2 separate regions of the Sus scrofa genome follow, and region 1 is linked to region 2. The links are chromatin contacts, called in public HiChIP or PLAC-seq maps. All regions are on one chromosome and are shown on one strand. The core of a region is the stretch at or near the end of the contact, and the rest is flanking DNA. Distances in the headings are between cores, read along the strand shown.

Evidence for each region. HiChIP or PLAC-seq counts read pairs in DNA pulled down with a chosen protein or histone mark.
Region 1: a contact with region 2 is called in an H3K27ac HiChIP or PLAC-seq map of skeletal muscle. The contact joins the promoter of MAP2K3 here to the promoter of TMEM11 in region 2. A contact is called at or near these places in 2 of 2 datasets of contacts at active chromatin or transcription factors (alveolar macrophages and skeletal muscle).

Annotation. Positions count from the first base shown.
Region 1 is chr12:61,394,776-61,397,802 of Sscrofa11.1, reverse strand. It overlaps MAP2K3 (dual specificity mitogen-activated protein kinase kinase 3), which reads right to left and starts at 1,466. Exons shown (of 12, transcript XM_021068056.1): 1 at 1,231-1,466. The coding sequence starts at 1,279.
Region 2 is chr12:61,361,392-61,364,546 of Sscrofa11.1, reverse strand. It overlaps TMEM11 (transmembrane protein 11, mitochondrial), which reads left to right and starts at 1,686. Exons shown (of 2, transcript XM_021068054.1): 1 at 1,686-2,015. The coding sequence starts at 1,957.

The DNA of each region.
Region 1 (3,027 bases), core at 217-2,716, 33 kb before region 2:
CCTGATGCGGGCCGCTGAGCTCCAGCTGTTGCCTTTCTCCCCCTCACTCTGCAGCTACAATCCAAACAGAGGCAAAGCCTTGATCCCACATGGCTGAGGCCTTTCCAGCTAGAAAAACTGTGACCACGCGAGCCCTTCGCCTCATCACCCACACTGGCCTAAAACTCTTCAGGGTTCACCGTCTCATGCCCAGAGTCCACAGTCCACGGAAGCAGGTGTGATAAGGACACCGGGGCCCAGAGACGCTCCTGCCGCTGGGATGAGGCAGCAGGCTGGGGGGGCAGCCCATTCATCAGGGCTGTGTCCGGTTTGGAAACGTCTCACGCAGCCCAGCCCGCCAAGACTCCGACAGGCCAAAACATCCTTGCCTCTCCCTGCCAAAAAAATCCCCCTTTTGCCCTCCAAGTCTCGTCCTCCCCCTCTGCATGACAAATCCGGCCGCCGCAGCCGCCACCTCACAAAAATTTCCAGGAAGGCCGGCTACTTGGAGAAGACAAGAGCAAGCCCATTGCACAGCCAGCACCCGGCCTGGCAGTGGCCCAGGACCCACAGGCAGCGGGACAGACCTGGGACCAATCAACCCTGGAGACATGCGCAGGAGAGGGTGAGCTCCCTGGTGCAGAGGAGGCTGCAACTCGGGACAAGGCGAGCCCATGAGAGGGGGCTGTGCAGCAGAGCCAGGTGGGAGGCTCAGGGAGGTTCCCAGGGAGACAGGGCTGCAGGGCGGGATGCAGGCAGGCCAGGGAGCGCACAATGTGGAGCCTAGGAGGATGGAGCGCGGTGGGGGTTGGGGGGGAGACGGGGAGTTCTGAGCTGGAGCCTAGCCAGGGCACCCACACGGGAGATCCCCAGCAGGGGGCACCGCTGGGGCCCAGACGTGGAGCCAGTTAAATCCCAGCCTGGATGCAACCCCGGTATCCAGAAGTGGAAGCGGGCTGGGCGCGGGCTCAGAGTGACTCCCACCTCGGTCCAGCTGAGGGACCCGGATTGGGAGAGTTCCTGTCCAGGGTGCAGTTAAGGCCCAAACCGGGAGGTCAGATGGACGTTCCTGACCCGGAGCGGGGTGATCAGGACCAGACCCCCGCCTGAGTTTGGGCCTGGGTGCAGCCCCAAAGCCTAAAATGGGACCCAGTCGAGGTCCCAGGATGGGCGCGGGACCGAAGAGCGAGAGGTTCGAGGCCGGGCCAGAGGACCGCGCAAGACTCGCGTCTGCAGTCCAGGCGCTCCTACCTTTGGGCGGGGGCACGCCGGCGGGAGGACTCGCGGCGGGCGACTCCATGGTGCAGGCGGGTCGGGGCGGCAGCGGGATTAGTCCAGGGGGCGACGGGCTGGGCCCGAGCGGAACGCGCTCATGGCTGCGGGCGGGCGGCCCGGGCGGCGGCCAGGGCGGCGGCGAGGACGCGACCGCGGCAGGCGGCGGCGGGGCCAGACTGGGCAGCGCGACTGGGGCCCCGGCCGGACGGCGCCGACGCAAGCCCCGCCCCGCACCCCCATTGGTCCTCCGGTCTCCGGGGCCCGGCCCCTGCCTATCAAACGCGGGCCCGGGGCTGCCCGTCAAGCTCAAGCCTCGCCCTCCGTTGGCCGGGGATGTGGCTCCTCCCACCGCCTGTCAAGCCCGCCTGCCACCTGGAAACCAGTCAGGCTCCGCACCCCCGCCGACCAGGCGCAAGCCCCGCCCACCCGGACTCGAGCCCCGCAGTGTGCGCAGCGACCGGGTGTCCCCGGCGGCCTGGCGGAGGCCCTGGGGAGCAGGAAGGCGGGTGCCGCCGGTGGGCTCGAAGTGCGCCCCGGGGGTGAAGCTGGGGTCAGATCCCGATTCGACTACTTCATAGCGGGGCTGACCTGGGCAAGTCAGGCCACCCGAGCCTGTTTTCGCGTCCCCGCCTCCCGGCGCTGCTGGTGGGAAGAGACCCTGGCTTCCACCGACACGCAAGAGGTGTTTGTTGACTGAATGCCCGGCGTGCGCATGTTTATTCCGTATTCAGCAACGGCTGGGGACACAAAGGCCGGCTTGGTGGTACCTGGGGAGAAGTCAGCAAACGTCGGTAGCTCTGAGGGCTGTGTCCCCTGCCCCCGCCCGGTTCTACACGTGCGGAAACAGCCTTAGCGAGTAAGACGGCATCTCAAAGCATTTCAGCCAAGGTCTAGTCCTGGCTCTCTCCCACGCCCTTGATTCCGTCCCTCCTCCTCTCGAGGCCTCAGTCTGCTCATCTGTATAATGTCCAGTCGGGCCGGTGCCCTTTCTGCTCCCACGTGGGAGCTTGGGATTTCAGGAGCCACTGACCAAGCTGGCAAACTGGGACCAGGACTTGGATAGCCGGCCTGGCAAAGGTCACAGGGTCAGCCCCTGGCTTCAGGCAGGTATGAGCGTGTGACCTGCCAGGCATCTCACGTGAGGGAAGCAGATTCCACCACCTGCTAGAAAGGCGTGGAGCCTTCCTGCTTTTAAGACAGAGGTGACCCTCGGGGCCCACCCACACAGTCAGATGAGATAAGGGGAGGCCTACTAATTATCATTATTTCCTCCTGTGTCTCTGGCTCATCTTTCCCGGCAGTGGGCAGAAAGGCATGAGCTATGGACTCCTCAGGCTACGGGTTCAAATGCCAACACTGCTGCTTACAGCCCTGTCCCATGGGGACAACGAGGCCTCTCTGAAATTAGTCCATGACCGCCACCTTGGAAGTGCCTGGCTTCAGGCCTGGAACTCACTAGGTGCCCAAGAGATGTTTGTAAACACACTGTGGACACCTCCTACAGGAAGCGCTCACCACTCCTGGGTGTCTGGAGCTGCCCAGAGCACTCTGTCCCAAATGGGTCATGTGGCCTCAGGACCTGCTGCTTATCCATCTGGGAAACAGGCACTGGCAGCAGCTACCTTCTTCCTGGGACTGCAGGCCTGCTCCTGCTGGTTTTCTTGGTTCAGGCCCCCAGTGGCCGCTAGGACTTCTGCTCCTCCCATGGTACCCCCCACCGCTTTGCTCTGCCTGTGCCATGTGCAAGGGTCTCAGTGCTGCCCCTTGAACATG
Region 2 (3,155 bases), core at 437-2,936:
TGATGTCCCGAGAGGCCCGGGCTCTTTGCATCTTTCCTCGTATCATCCTTCATGTGGTGGCTTTTGCCCTCATGCTTGTTGCCTCGTGGTCACAGAATGGCTGCTGCCCTCCAGATATCACATGCAAATTCTAGGCAGGAGGAAAGGCTGATGCCGCCTCCCTGGGCACTCTCATCCTGTCCCTCCCTCTCGTTCTGACCCTCTATCACTTCTTGGACTGTTCTTGTTTCCTGGCTGGCTGACCATTTCCTGCCACTGCAGTGAAAGCTCCACTACAGCACAACACACCCATCGAGCTCACTGCCAAACCCAGCTCCCAGCTCCTGCTCTGGCAGCAAGAATCAGGACAACAGTTTTGCTCCTTCAGCTTTAGGGGCCACAGCTGCTCCCTTCAGTCACCAGCCTGTGGGGGTCCTTACTGCCCCCCAGCTGCTCTGGCCCTCCGAACACATCCATAAACAACGCCTTGTATTAAATTCCTTTTGCTTGAAATATCTAGGATGGATTTTTCTTTTCCTAATTAGACAATGACCAAGAGAGGTAAAATCACCCCCATTTTATTAATGTACTTACTTTTCTTAGGGCTGCGCCCAGGGCTGCATATGCAAGTTCCCAGGCCAGGGGTCGAATCAGAACTGCAGCTGCCAGCCTACACCACAGCCAGGGCGACACCGGACCCCCCACCCACTGAGCGAGGCCGGGGATCAAACCCGCATCCTCATGGATACTAGTCGGATTTATTTCCATTGCGCCACAGCGGGAACTGGCTCACCCCCATTTTTCACAGTTCCTGTTCTAGAATCCCTGGAAACCCTCGGCATCAGCACACTGGTCCAGAGGAAACAGACGACTCACAAGGGTCCAGAGCCAGCACCTGGAGGTGGGCTGTGACCCAACAGGAAGAGCAGGTACTTCTCAGGGACCGAAAAGCATTTTAGCCACAGCAAGGAAGCTCTGAATTTGCGACGGAAGCTGGAGGGGAGAGCAGCCTCCAAAGAACGGAGGGGCTCCAAGGCTGCCCTGACGGGCTTGAGCGGCGTCTGGTAGGTAATGAGGGTCTGTGGAACGGCCTCAAACGTTCCGTTCTGCTGGCGAATGCGAACTGCAAGGAAATCCTGGGGACCCTTCGGTGGGGGAGCCGCATCGGGGCGCCGGCTCGCCCGGTGCGTCCAGACCTGAGGGCTGAGAGCAGGGGCCGCGCTTCTCCGTTTCTGACCCCGGAGCGGATTTCCGCACGACAGTGGCTCAAACAGTTATGGGGCCAACTAATACGTCCAGCCACGTTGTGTGGAGAGCAGTTGAGGGACTGCGACTTCAAAGGCTGCAGGGACCCCCGGACTGGCCCCGGCTCCGCGGGAACAGCGCTTAGGAGTCACCGGGCTGCGCCGCCTGCCCGTCGCGGCTGCGTCCAGGCAGGGCCCCGTCGGCGGGGTGATGGGCCAGCACTGCCTTCTCAGGGGCCGAGGGCTGGACTGCGTTTTCGTCACCGCGGCCGGACAGGAGCGGGATATGCGCGCGGAGCCCGGTCTCTCCCAGCCGCCGCCACACGTTAAGTTCGGCCCCTTCTCCTCTTCCAGACCCTCCCCGCCGACGGCTTGCCAGCAAGGACTCGGTGGCGGCGGGAGCCGCTTGTGCCTAGCCTCCCGAGGATGTGGGGGACGAGCGGGAGCGGCCCCTCGGTGACCTCGAGCGGCAGGCCCTCCGGAAGGGCCCGGGGCGCCGAGGAGTCGAGCCCGGAAGTGGGCTTTCCGCGCCGCTGGGCTGGCCTGCGTTTCCCGGGCGGCTTCGGGGCAGGCCTTGCCTGCGCGCGGTGCATTGTGGACCTTGTGGTCCCGCGGGGCCCGGCCCCAGCCGGGGGCTCTGTCTGGGGCGGCGGCCGGACTACATCTCCCTCCCGCCCGTGCGCTGTCGCGAGGCCGCCCGGCGCGAGGCTTTCGCGAGCGGAGAGTCTCCAAGATGGCCGCGTGGGGAAGGAGGCGTCTCGGCCCGGGCGGCGGCGGCCCCGCGCGAGAGAGGTGAGACGGGCGCTGTTCCCTTCCCTGCGGGCGGCGCGGGGCGGGAAGCCGGCGACGCCCTTGGGGTTGCAGCACTGCCCCTGCCTCCGACGCGCGGCTCTCCCCGGTGCATCCGCCGGCCGCGCGGGGTCCCGGTTCCGGCCTCCGCGGCCTCCGCGGCGGGCCCGGGGAGGGGCGACGGCAGCCCGGGCACCGTCGGGCCGCCGCGGGGCCCGCCTGAATGCCGCGGGCCGAGCGGCACCAGAGCCCGCCCGCCTGGTCGCGCGGGGAGTTCTTTCGGCCGCGGCGAGGGGTGGCTCCCGGGACGGAGCGGGAAGGGGAAGCCTTCCCATCGCGGGTCGGTGCGGGAAGCGCGGTGCGGTCCGCACGTTTACCGGGGCCTCCGCCTTCCGCTCTGTGGCCTCCGGGCTCCAAGCCGGCCGCTTTTCTCCGGGGGTGATTCCTGGGACTTTGGAGGCTTCTCTGCGAGCGCCCCTGCCGTGGAAGTCCTTTGCAGTGACCTTTCCTAACGAAGGGTGTGTTACGAGTAGGGAGCTAGGGGCTTGTTTCTTTCAAGGTGGATTTTGATTTAGAGGACTCATTTCTAGAAGACGAGGTGGGAGTAGTTGTCGTGTTTCGTGTCGAGTTCACAGTTTTTGCTCCTAGAAAACAGTTTAGCTAGTGGAAGCCACTAGAAGCTGTTCACCCACCAGAAATTTGGGAAAGAGTGCTTGTTGGGGGAGTCACCTGGTGTGAATTGCCCTGACCATTCGCTTAGGACCGGAGTGGCCTAGTAGAGGTCAGCAAGACCTTCGCTTTTCTTTTTCGTTTCTTTTCTGTGAAGATTGGAATACAGCGAAGTTCTTTCTTTTTCTCCCTTTCCTTCTCTGTTCTGACGCTTAACTATTCTGCGTTGTTCCTTTTCTTTGACTGATTCCGTCACATGTTTGTTGCTCTTGCCTTGTTTTGTTAGTTGTGTTCACTTGCATTTTATGCTTGAGCTCAGCGTCACCCAACGTTGTCCATTCTTCAGCTCCTCTGCCTTGGAAAAGAAGCAGTGAATGAATGGCAAGCACGTAGGTATCTTTGTTTTCCCAGCGTCCACCTGGTATGTTTCTTAGACCCAGCTCTAAAAAGTTAAGAGGTGGAGTTCCCGTCGTG